Linked DNA regions of Mus musculus: region 1 is linked to region 2. The links are chromatin contacts, called in public Hi-C maps. All regions are on one chromosome and are shown on one strand. The core of a region is the stretch at or near the end of the contact, and the rest is flanking DNA. Distances in the headings are between cores, read along the strand shown. Region 1 overlaps Pgr (progesterone receptor). Region 2 holds the start of Pgr (progesterone receptor).

Evidence for each region. Hi-C and Micro-C count contacts between places; a contact is called where the count stands out from the background.
Region 1: a contact with region 2 is called in a Hi-C map of uterus, with 2.7 times the contacts expected there. The contact joins the enhancer-like site here to the promoter of Pgr in region 2. A contact is called at or near these places in 1 of 39 promoter capture datasets (stem cell-derived epiblast-like cells), 9 of 484 Hi-C or Micro-C datasets (cerebral cortex, embryonic stem cells, nephron progenitors and 1 more), 1 of 115 datasets of contacts at active chromatin or transcription factors (embryonic stem cells) and 2 of 9 other capture datasets (adipose tissue and embryonic stem cells).

Annotation. Positions count from the first base shown.
Region 1 is chr9:8,966,055-8,971,885 of GRCm38.p6, forward strand. Pgr (progesterone receptor) reads left to right here. Exons shown (of 8, transcript NM_008829.2): 8 at 1-2,557. Among named protein-coding and RNA genes, the nearest start is that of Pgr, 69 kb to the left of the region's middle. Within about 2 kb of position 4,472, at least 24 of the 459 cell types and tissues checked have an H3K27ac peak or open chromatin away from gene starts, as enhancers often do. A contact at or near this core is called in adipose tissue and uterus, where this site is marked.
Region 2 is chr9:8,896,062-8,901,654 of GRCm38.p6, forward strand. It overlaps Pgr (progesterone receptor), which reads left to right and starts at 3,772. Exons shown (of 8, transcript NM_008829.2): 1 at 3,772-5,593. The coding sequence starts at 4,407.

The DNA.
Region 1 (5,831 bases), core at 3,222-5,721, 71 kb after region 2:
GACAATTTCTTTCTTGGGGATAGTGTTTTTCTCTAGGAAAATGTATAGAGCGAATCAGCGAATCTCAGGTGGAAATTATTTTTAGTGCCTCTAAATCTGAGAGATGCTTTAGAAATAGACAAGTCTCAGTGGAAAGTTTTGAGTGCCTATGACCCAATTCTAAGTGAGATACTTCAGGAAATCCTAGATACTTGCTTAAAAATCACACAACCAGGTACAACACAACAGATAAAACACAGTTCCGTTTGTCATTTCTACTTAAAATATTCCTTTGAAAGACAAATAATAGTTCTTTTCTAAGATGAGTCACTGGAGATATATTAATTTAAAAAATAACTCAAACATATAAACATACACCATTATGGTATATACATAAATAGTGAGTTCTTTAGCACATTTGGAAAAGGGATTAAAGTGGAGTCTAATCAGAACCCGTGACTTGTGCTCCCTTCACGCATGTGGAAATCATAATGGCTTTCCTGCACAGCAGTACCTTTATTAGAGCAGTCCGAGTTTTCCCCAAGTACTGCAATGGTCAGCACTAGTAAATAGATGCTCTTCCTATTGGTCTACATGCCTCCTACAATGTGTCTGAAATGCATTATGTTCTTTACTGGTGCTTGGCTCTTCGTAATCTCCATACACACAAGCATACTTCATCTTTCAGGCCAAAATGAGATCAGATTCCTTGGGCTATATCCTAAGAGTTATTTTTTTAATTCCTCAACTTACCCTGCTGCCATTATGTTCCTGCTATGCCAATCTTTACGTAAGAAAAAGAAAGAAAGCAATTTTCTACCAGAACTTGACTCCAGACTCTTGCATGTGTTGACCTTCAAGATCTGCTTTATCACTCCTGTAAAGTCTTTCTCAGTCTCTCATACTGTGATTTGACCCCTCATCTGTTTCCAAGAAGTTGTTTAAATTACATTAGTATGTAGCTGCACCATTCTAATGGTCCACAGGTCTAGGGCTCGTGCTAAGGAAAGACCATAGTGTTTTGTGACAGAGTTGACTGTGACATTCGTCCTGCTGAGGGTCTTCTGAGTGACATTGATAAACCTCTTCTTGTGTCTTTATTATTCCTTTTATCTGCAACTTTGTTTTTCTTCATTTCCAAGCTATATTTTCCCCATCCTGTGGTAACTTGCCTTTTTTGACTACGTCATGGGAGCACATTTTATATGCAATTAGAAGAAAACGGTCCATTTCCTGTTCTGAGCTGAATGAATGGAATATTAATTCCTTCCCTATAAAAGATTCTATAAACTCTGACATGTTTTATATTGCAAACCTCAATGTAAAAATTTCCCTGCATTTTTTTTATTTTCTTCAACAAATATTTTTGAGTGTGTAATGTGAGCACAAGAAATCATATGAATAAGCTTTAATAGAAACTGGAGCTAAAGGAAATTGTATATAACTCAAGAAGTTATAGCCCAGGAGTTGTACAAATATGTCTGGTAAGTGCAGGGTCACTAGATATTTGTAGTATATAAACTACATCGTTAAGGTTTAATATGTGCAAGGCATTACAGCATTACTTATATGCAACTTGAATGAGATAAGTGCTAAAAAATAGTATTTTAAAATTAATAATTATTTAATCTAGGCAACTGCCAGCAATTAATTTGCTTTAAACTTTTGTGTATATTTGTATATTGGAAAAGTTTTAATACCATTTTTCAAAAATATAAATAAAATAAAATATTTTTAAGATCTCTCAAATAGAATACCTGGGAACTTTTGTTCTGTGGCAGTTGTATTCGTTGTGAGAGATTGGTGACCCAAAAACAATGTCATGAGTCCTTTTAGTAAAGTAATGAACCCTGAAACACTAGATACAATCATTATTCAGTTATTCATTATTCAATTAGTTTTCCTTTGAATTAAAGGATTAGTTTGATAGTAGTTATCTTTGTATATCAGCACAGTTTAACTTTCAAAATAATGAAAAGTTTCTAATTTCATTTAACAGTGAGGAAATAGAGTATGTTGGCCCCAGGACTGAATTTTATAGTGTCCCTTGTTTTGGAACTGTCTAAAAACACTTGACAGTCTTGACCTTGATCTCCATGGGTAGTTTAAATGTCTAAACACCAGGTTTTAATATTTAAGGCTAAGCTTAGAAAGAAAAATATTCCCAGAAGAACATGACATGAGCAAATGGAAGTTATCTCATCTCCAAATCTTTTAATCTACAATTCCAACTGCCGAGACTCCATGCCTGTGTAGTCATCATAACCTTTATCTCCACTCTGAAGACCATGCTCTTTGGGTTGCTCTAAACTAAAATAAAAGCTTAAGAACAAAGGAAATACTTGAAGCTTAGATGATTTTGTTTACTGACATATTTAAAAAAAAAAAAAAAGAAAAATGATTTGTGTCTAAAGAGATGTCATGCCCAGTATTGTTTTGTGGAACTATTTTGTTTCTGGTGTATAAACACATGGCATGTTTAGTTAGGCAATGCTTTTCCATTGTACTTTTTCACACTTAACTTTAAGTTTTACTATTGTACATTGTATGAAATAAAATATTTTTAAATAGCCACAGTAAATCAACTTGTAACTTCTAAATTATTGCCAACTATAGTGATAGACTTAATGATGTATATAAAGGGCTATCCTATGATTACTCACTTCTTGGTTACTTGCTGGCTACATGAGTGTAATATAGAGCTATTTCATTAAACTTTACCCAACTGCTTTGCAAATAATAAGCACACGATATATATCTGTACACATATATAGAGATGTTCAGAAATAGCATTTCCGTAATTTCATCTTCATTATGCCATAATTTTGTTATAACCTTGCCATGTTAATCTGTTCTAGTCACTAGTGAAACCTGGGATCTGGAAAATCTGATTATTTTCCTTCTCCCACTGTTTACTATGAAATATTTTTATCAATTCAATGTGTGTTTATTTATTTTCCTGAATAAAATGTAGTTTTTTGAGTTTAGGGCCTAATGTATAAGAAATCTAAAGAGCATATCACCCTTTGCTTATAATATCTAATAGAACCAGTATTAATTTTTGACATTTCCCACAAACTCTTAAATATCCTATGCAGAGCAGAGCACAGCTCTCTAACAAACTGTATGAAAAGTTATTCTTCTCTTCATCTATACCAACTGACAATGGGATCCAAAACTTATGATACAATCAACTCCCCAAATAGTATTATTCTGATTATAAGAACTTTCCCCGCCCACTGGATCTGGTAGCCTTAATTCCTTTGATAACTGCTACAATTTCTGTTTTTGCTAGGAACAATTGGATCATCTCTGTTTTTCCTTGTTAATCACATTCCAGGCTGGAATATGAACCCTTTAAATCTCTTTAAAACTCTGTAGCCTCATGTACAAGAAGCACTCAAGACTTAAGAATATTTTTTCACAATTTTTATTCCATATTTTTAAAATACATCTTTATTTTTTATTGCATAGTTCAGCAACCACTCTCTTTAGGATAGACTGAGTTGGACAAGAGGAAGACACTAAGGAAGGCATAACTTTCTTTTTCCTATGATCTGCCTTTTAGATATAGAAAACATATTCATCTCTTAAATTCCAAAAGAAATCCAAAGGTGGATACTCTAGGAAAAGACTGTCAACTCCCAAGTTGCTCACACACACTCACCAGGTCATGACATAATTTTCATTAGCAGAATATCACCAGGAGTCCATGATGGTACTCTTGTCTTTATTTGGGGATGGGCACCAAGTTCACTGTCTACCTCTACCTTCAGTCTACCACTTCTTTAGTATAACATTGTTTCATACCCTCTGGCCTTTAAACTAAAATTGAGTGAAAAGCCATAGAGCATCTAACTGTCCATCCACAGGATGGAATACAGTTGGATAGGCATTGTGCTCCACATCATGATATGAATCGAAGTTCAACAAGACCTAGATAGCCAGATTCAGGTTGAATTCCACCTTTAGTTAGACTCATGGTTGGGGGAGACCCTGCAGACTACCAGTTTCTCAGACCTAACATTCACCAAAGTTAGTTCTTCAAAACTGAATCTAAATGTTGTGTGTGTTAGTGCCTTCCTGGACCCCAAGGACTATGTAGGCTGAAGCAGGATTGCACAATCTAAACCAGCCTGGGCCACACAGTTAGACTTTGTCTCCATTTTAAGATAAAATGCAAAGAGTAGTCTCCTTTATTCTTCTCTTCCCTGGAAGAATTTAAGAGTTTATGAGGCATTAATGACGAGTTAAATAACAGCAAGAGCCTGGTTACTGCAAAGGGAGGGGAGCAGAGGATTGCTCTCCTCCTAGAGTTGACAGCATTCCAAAGCAGAGCTCTGGGCCTGACTGGAGGCTGCTCCCAGGCTCCTTCAAGCTCCGTGCAGCTGGGGAGTCTGGAAAACTCTTACAGGATTGCTGGATGAGTCCCAGAATGTCGACCTCATTTTCGATTTACTGGACTGGTTGCCTCATGTCACGCTGACCTTATTGTTAAACACAGGTTTGTTTGCCTTCTTACGACTCATGGCGAAATGGGGGAAAGCATTACTTTTAAGCTGGTTGAAAGCTTTTAACTGACAGGGCACTTTCAGAGAAATGTGAAGAGACCAGCCATGAAAGGCCACTCTGCTCATTACTTCCAGGAAGCTGCAGTATTATTAACTCTCGGAGTGACATCAGTGTCATGGCCCATATTTAGACCAATATAAGTAAAATATGCAAGCCGCATTGTAAATAGTTTTCAGGAATACATTGTACTTTATTTTTAAATTGTCTTTTGAAATTGCTCAACCCCAATAGTAACCAATTTTTCAGACATTACTGTAAATGAAACCTGTTTAAATATGATTTTCTTTTGTAGGGTATATAAGAAGCTTAACACTTGGTTACTTTTCTTTTGAGTTTTCATGATTAGCTATTTCATTCAGTAGTGGCTTAAAGTGTTTTGTCACTGGAGGTAACTTTTGTTGTCTTCCTTGCTCCAGGAAGATTGATTTTAAAGTATCTGTTCATCAAACTGTGTTTCTATTACATATGCAGCTGTTTTGTTTTTTAATGTCTTCTTCAAATTCATATTACTTAGAGTTACTGGACCATGCAGCAATATATTTGGTGTGATTGGATTTTTAAATGTAGACTTAACTTGGTAAACACAATTTTTTAACTTTTTAAAATAGGAAAACGGCCAATGAACTCCTATCATAGCTTTTCTGAACTCAGTTGTCAACTAGAGTATTAGCTTTTATTCCTGAGGGCTTTATGACTTATAAGAGAAACAGAAAGAAAAGAACCTGCGAGTGAATAGCAGTATACCCTATAGCTGTCAAAAACAGAGATGCACCCTGCTCAGTCTCCACTGGGTAGAAACTCTACCTAGAATTTCAGACGGTAAGCAGAGATAGACAGACTGCCTTCTGCGGCCATCATTTTCATCTGTACTATGTCTCCTTTTGATCTAAATATTCTGTGTATTTTAACTCTTCTGGGGTAATCATTGCTCCAAGAAAAATAAGAGAGGTGTGACATCTAATTTTAAAGTATTTCAAAAGAACAACAACAATTAAAAAAAAACAATTTTTCCAAATTGATGCTTTGAAACAAATAGAGGAAACGTGTAAGAACTTGGAAAAAAGAGGTGTGGCTTACTAGGTCAGTTGGAAAGTTCATTGACATAAAAGCAGATATCATCCTCTTAATTACTGAGCAACATCCATGACAGGATGATACAAACCCCAAAAGGTGATGTGCCAGGTCAACAACATGAGAAATGTTCGAAGAATTACCAGTCATTATGCAAACATAGATTGTAAATAAGCCCAGAAAATGCTCTGTGGTGTTTAAGGATTTCA
Region 2 (5,593 bases), core at 2,522-5,021:
ACATGCAGTGAGTTTAGTTGGTGCTTTCCACTTGATCATGCATAAGCTACCAGTGACTACACCCAGTCCCAATTACTCCCTCTTCCTAGTAGCTGCCAACTAGCTACAAGCGGTGTTAATGATCCCCCTTCCCAATCTATACCAGAAATCTGTTTGCCACTTATTCTTAGCATTTTGAGCAGATAATCTTTAAAAGCCAATAAGTATGTGCTCAGACCCAGAGATATATGGAAGAAGATATACAGAAAACAAACAAGGGAAGGAAGGTGAGCATCATACGTCTTTAGAGCAAAACCAAAATCCCACTGAGATTACTTCACACACTTCATACATTTGCTGAAATAAAAAAAAATATTGACCAACTGTTTCTCAGGTTATGGCATAATTAGAACTCCAGCAACGTAGGGTGAAAGAAAAATGGGGCAGCCACTGTGGAAAGTGATTTGACAGTTGTCTGCACACCTACGGTGTTGTGTGCACACCTAGGTATAGGTCCATTGGGAATGCTATAATAAAGCACCATTTCTTCAATGGGTAGCTTCGATACACCAGAAGGATAGCTACCTTGCACAGATCAGAGCATCATCCAAGTGGCAGATTCAATTTCTGGGGAGATTTTTCTCTCTGGTGCATAGATGATACTTCTTACAATCTTACCATGGGGCAGGAGTGACTAAGCAACTGTCCATTATACATTACCTTCTCAGCAGCCCAATCTCCAAGGATTGTGATGATGGCAATGCAGCCAATGTATGAAGTCCATGGAGATCACAAGAAGGCCACAGAACACATGAATATAGCCTAGCCATTTCACTTCTGAATACTTTTCTAAGAAAAATTAAAACATATGTATATAAAGACAGGAATACACATGGTAAATTTCTAGCCAATCATAAACCATACAACTGTCAACTGTCAGCATAGGCAAACACAACATGTTATAGTCATTCAGTGTATTTCTAACTTTGCAATAGAGTAAACTATTGATTTCTAGTATAAATAGTTGAAACTCAAAGAGTTGGACCAAAAATAAGAAGAGCATATTATATAAACTGGAGTGGAAGTTTTCATTTCTAATATCATTTTTTTTTCAAATAAAATAATTTAATTCCAAGGAGAAATGGCTGATTCTAGGAGGATAGAGGTAGCAGGCAAAACATCTCCAAAGAAGCTTGGAGAACCAAAGAGAACTTTTTTTATTGACTCCAGAGAACCAAAGAAAAAGTATTCAAAATAGTTTACTCCATGCCCATGCACCTTTGCCACACAGATCAACAAAGCGTGTCACCTGGCACAGAGGACAGCAAAGGAGCCCCGAGTACTCAAAGTGTATCATAGTGGTCTACACAAAAGACCGGATAAAGTGGTACTAGGGCTCAACTGTGTTCACCCATGCAGAATTACAGATTAAGCTTTCAGTTAATTGCTCCATCTTGGAGTAGAGAATGTAACTTCCTGCTCCCACATGCTTCCACTCATATTGACTCTTACTGCTCATAGTGACTTACTTCCCAAATGTGGAACTAATACCCATATGAAGGACCCTGAGAATCACTGCTTCACACAGGTGCTCAAGGCCAACAGCCTACTGTGAGTCCTGTCAGTGTGAACCCTTTAAACACCACTTGCCAAGTTTAACTTTCCTTCCCAAATCCATGAGCCATGACCACTTAAAGAATGTCACCCTACAAGAGTTCTCAGGAGTATCGAGGTCATGAAATACAAGGGATGTCTGAGATCCATCATAGCCAAGAGGATTCTGGGAAACAATGATAACAATGAAACAAGTTGTTACAGGTAGAATGTTAGAAAAGAGAACAGATATTGAAAGAAAACTGTATATATTCTGGGCATTAGTTAACAACCATGCACCTGCCTGAGCTCACTAATAACAACATGCAGGAAGCTGCACAGTTACTCTGTATTCGCTGGTAGATTTTGCTATGAATCTAAAACTATTCTGAAAAGGGATGCCAGTTGATATAAAGTCTTAAAAAAAAAAACTTATGTCGAAGACAGAGCATAACCTAACACCTAGTAAAGCAGACAAGGATCTTTAGACGTCCTAGTGTACAGTGATAGGATGCAGATCATCGTCCTAGTGTACAGTGATAGGATGCAGATCATCGGTTACTGTGTGGGTAGTAATGTTGCAAAGAAAGGAGGAGGAAGGACAGTATGCAGAGATTTTAAAGGGAATGTGTGCACTTTTGGAGGCAAGTTTTCAATATCTTACTCTGTCTTTAGTCAAGGTTCCCCATATACATTATACATGTATATGCTCCTATAGGAGACTACCTGCTAGCCTCATTTCTTTGCTTCCCACACTTATTTCTATGCACTGTCCAGAATGCCTCCACCCCCAGCTCCCACACTCCGGTTTTACCATTTGATACCATAAAGACATACAATAACTGCTTCCTTGAATTCTCTTCTCCCTCCCTAATTCTCACACATTTAAAATTAGTCAGCAATATCTCATTGCTGGAATAGTCCACACCCAAGCCCAATGGTCCAGTGTAACAGCAGCAATTCACGACTATGTAGCACCTCCCTGGTGATTGACATCTAGGCACCTTGCCTCCAGCAGCTCTGCCATCTCTGCAGTTTTGGAGCCTTTCACAAATCTTCTAGACCTGGCTGAGAATAACTGCAGGCTTCAGCATTAAAATGGCCTGGAAACACTCAAAGGCATTTCCCAAACGACTAACTCACTTTTGAATAGCGATGTGTCACGGCATCCACTGACTGGGCTTGAGAGTGGACAGCTTATGACGGTGTATAAAATAAATCATATTACTCTCTCCCCTCCACAGTGTTCTCATGACTTTAAAGGTGATTTATTCTTAAAGCTCAATGGTAATTATTCTAAGAGTAGAGAAACATAGAGGGGAGAAAATGCCATTTAGCTTTCCCAGTGGAAAACTTAATATGTGATGTAGATATTTAGTAAGGACTGAAGAGAACCTCATGAAAATCAGAACAAACAGAATATGACACTCAATGTCCAAACTCCCCATACAGGCAGCGATGTGTTACCAACTGTCTTCCATCCTTAACTGCTAAGTCACATTGGTGGCCCACTTGTCACAAGAATAGTTTGAGCGTGTTAGAGGAAGGCTGGACAGGCAGCCAGTAAGGTTGTTCAGTGTCAAACTCAGGATGAGTTCTATCTCCAGAATCTGCATGGTTCAAGGAGGAAATCCACTCTTTGGGGCTAGTCTTAGACTACCATATGCACGCGACACATGCAAGCACTCACACATATACACACAGAGCACTTGCTGCTCCTGCAGAGAACCCCAGTTAGGACCTCAGCACCTATATCAGAGCACCTGCAACTTCACCTCTGAGGGCTCTCACCCTCTCTGCTGACGTCTGAGCAACTATATAACCATGTAACATACACTCCCAGAGACATATACACGTAATAAAATGAAAATACTTGAGATCATTTTATACCTTTTATACAAAAAATAAAATGTCACGATATGTCACTGTCTGTGTTGAATATTTACAAATATTTTCAAATCCTGAAATCTTTACAACAACTTTGCTTTTTATAGGGTGGGGCTGGCATGCTTCTTAATTCAGTACAAATTCTGATATGTTTAGATTTCTTCTCAAAGCATCTGATATTCCAGGTGGAATCAGACTAGTGAGTAGCTGGAATTCCAACGCCAGAGATTTAGATCTAGCCAGTGATTGGCTAGGGAGGGGCTTTGGGCGGGCCTTCCTAGAGCGCCAACGCTTGCTAGAAAGCTATGGAGCCAGTCTAGACTGTCACTATCAGTCTTTGTAGTATTTACGGGTGCGAGGATTCTGACATTCTGCTAACTTCTCTTAGCTTTACTAGAGCAACCTGCAACCAGAACTCGCTGGGATTGTAGAGAACCTAGGGAGCCATAGAGACTGTCGCTGCAGGAGAACGAGTAAGAATGGGCTACGTCTTAGCCCCAGGTTTTTGGTGAGGACTGTAAAGCAAACTTCCTAGGATGTCTAGGTTTCAACAAACATAAGAAGTCCGGAGATAGCGGGAGTCCTTTTTTTCAGCACCGGCCACACCAGTTCCGGGTCTCCCATTCAAGAAGAAACACGAAAAAAAGTCTCTCGAATAACTCCCAGTTCTCAGACCAGACCAGCTTGCTCCAGCTACTTCTTCCTGTCCTCACCCCACCGCGACCGGGACAGCGCGACTACCACCCTTCCTCTGCGTCTGGGTGGAGGGTAAGGACAGGAGCTGACCAAGACCGCCCCTCCCAACCAGGAGGTGGAGATCCCACGGGTCCTGCGACTCTACACCCACTTCCTCCTCCCTCTGCCCCTATATCACCGGCACCCCCTCCTCCTTCCCTTTTCCCTCCTCCCAGGAGACAGGGGAGGAGAAAAGGGGAGCTTGGGTCGTCATGACTGAGCTGCAGGCAAAGGATCCGCAGGTTCTCCACACGTCTGGCGCTTCGCCCTCCCCCCCACACATCGGGTCCCCCTTGCTTGCACGCTTGGACTCAGGTCCCTTCCAAGGGAGCCAGCACTCGGACGTGTCGTCTGTAGTCTCGCCTATACCGATCTCCCTGGACGGGCTGCTTTTTCCTCGGTCCTGCCGGGGTCCCGAGCTCCCAGACGGAAAGACAGGGGACCAGCAGTCGCTGTCCGACGTGGAGGGAGCTTTCTCTGGGGTAGAAGCCACTCATAGGGAAGGAGGCAGAAATTCCAGAGCCCCGGAGAAGGACAGCAGACTCTTAGACAGTGTCTTAGACTCGTTGTTGACTCCCTCCGGGACCGAACAGAGTCACGCCAGCCCTCCAGCCTGCGAGGCCATCACTTCCTGGTGTCTCTTTGGGCCAGAGCTTCCAGAAGACCCCCGCAGTGTCCCTGCTACCAAAGGGTTGTTGTCCCCGCTCATGAGTCGGCCAGAGATCAAGGCTGGCGACAGCTCCGGGACAGGAGCAGGACAGAAGGTGCTGCCCAAAGGACTGTCACCACCCAGGCAGCTGTTGCTCCCTACCTCGGGGAGTGCTCACTGGCCCGGGGCAGGGGTGAAGCCGTCCCCGCAGCCAGCTGCAGGGGAGGTGGAAGAGGACAGTGGCCTGGAGACCGAGGGCTCTGCAGCTCCGCTTCTAAAGAGCAAACCTCGAGCACTGGAAGGCACCGGCAGCGGAGGAGGAGTCGCAGCCAACGCGGCCTCAGCGGCCCCAGGCGGTGTCACTCTGGTCCCAAAGGAAGATTCACGGTTTTCTGCTCCTAGGGTCTCCTTGGAGCAAGACTCTCCCATTGCCCCCGGGCGCTCCCCACTGGCCACCACAGTGGTGGATTTCATCCATGTGCCCATCCTGCCTCTGAACCACGCACTCCTGGCCGCCCGCACCCGGCAGCTGCTGGAGGGGGACAGCTACGACGGCGGGGCCACAGCCCAGGGCCCTTTTGCCCCGCCTAGGGGCTCGCCCTCCGCGCCATCCCCGCCGGTGCCCTGCGGTGACTTCCCAGACTGCACCTACCCTCTGGAAGGCGACCCCAAAGAGGACGTGTTCCCTCTTTACGGCGACTTCCAGACGCCTGGCTTGAAGATCAAGGAGGAGGAGGAGGGCGCGGATGC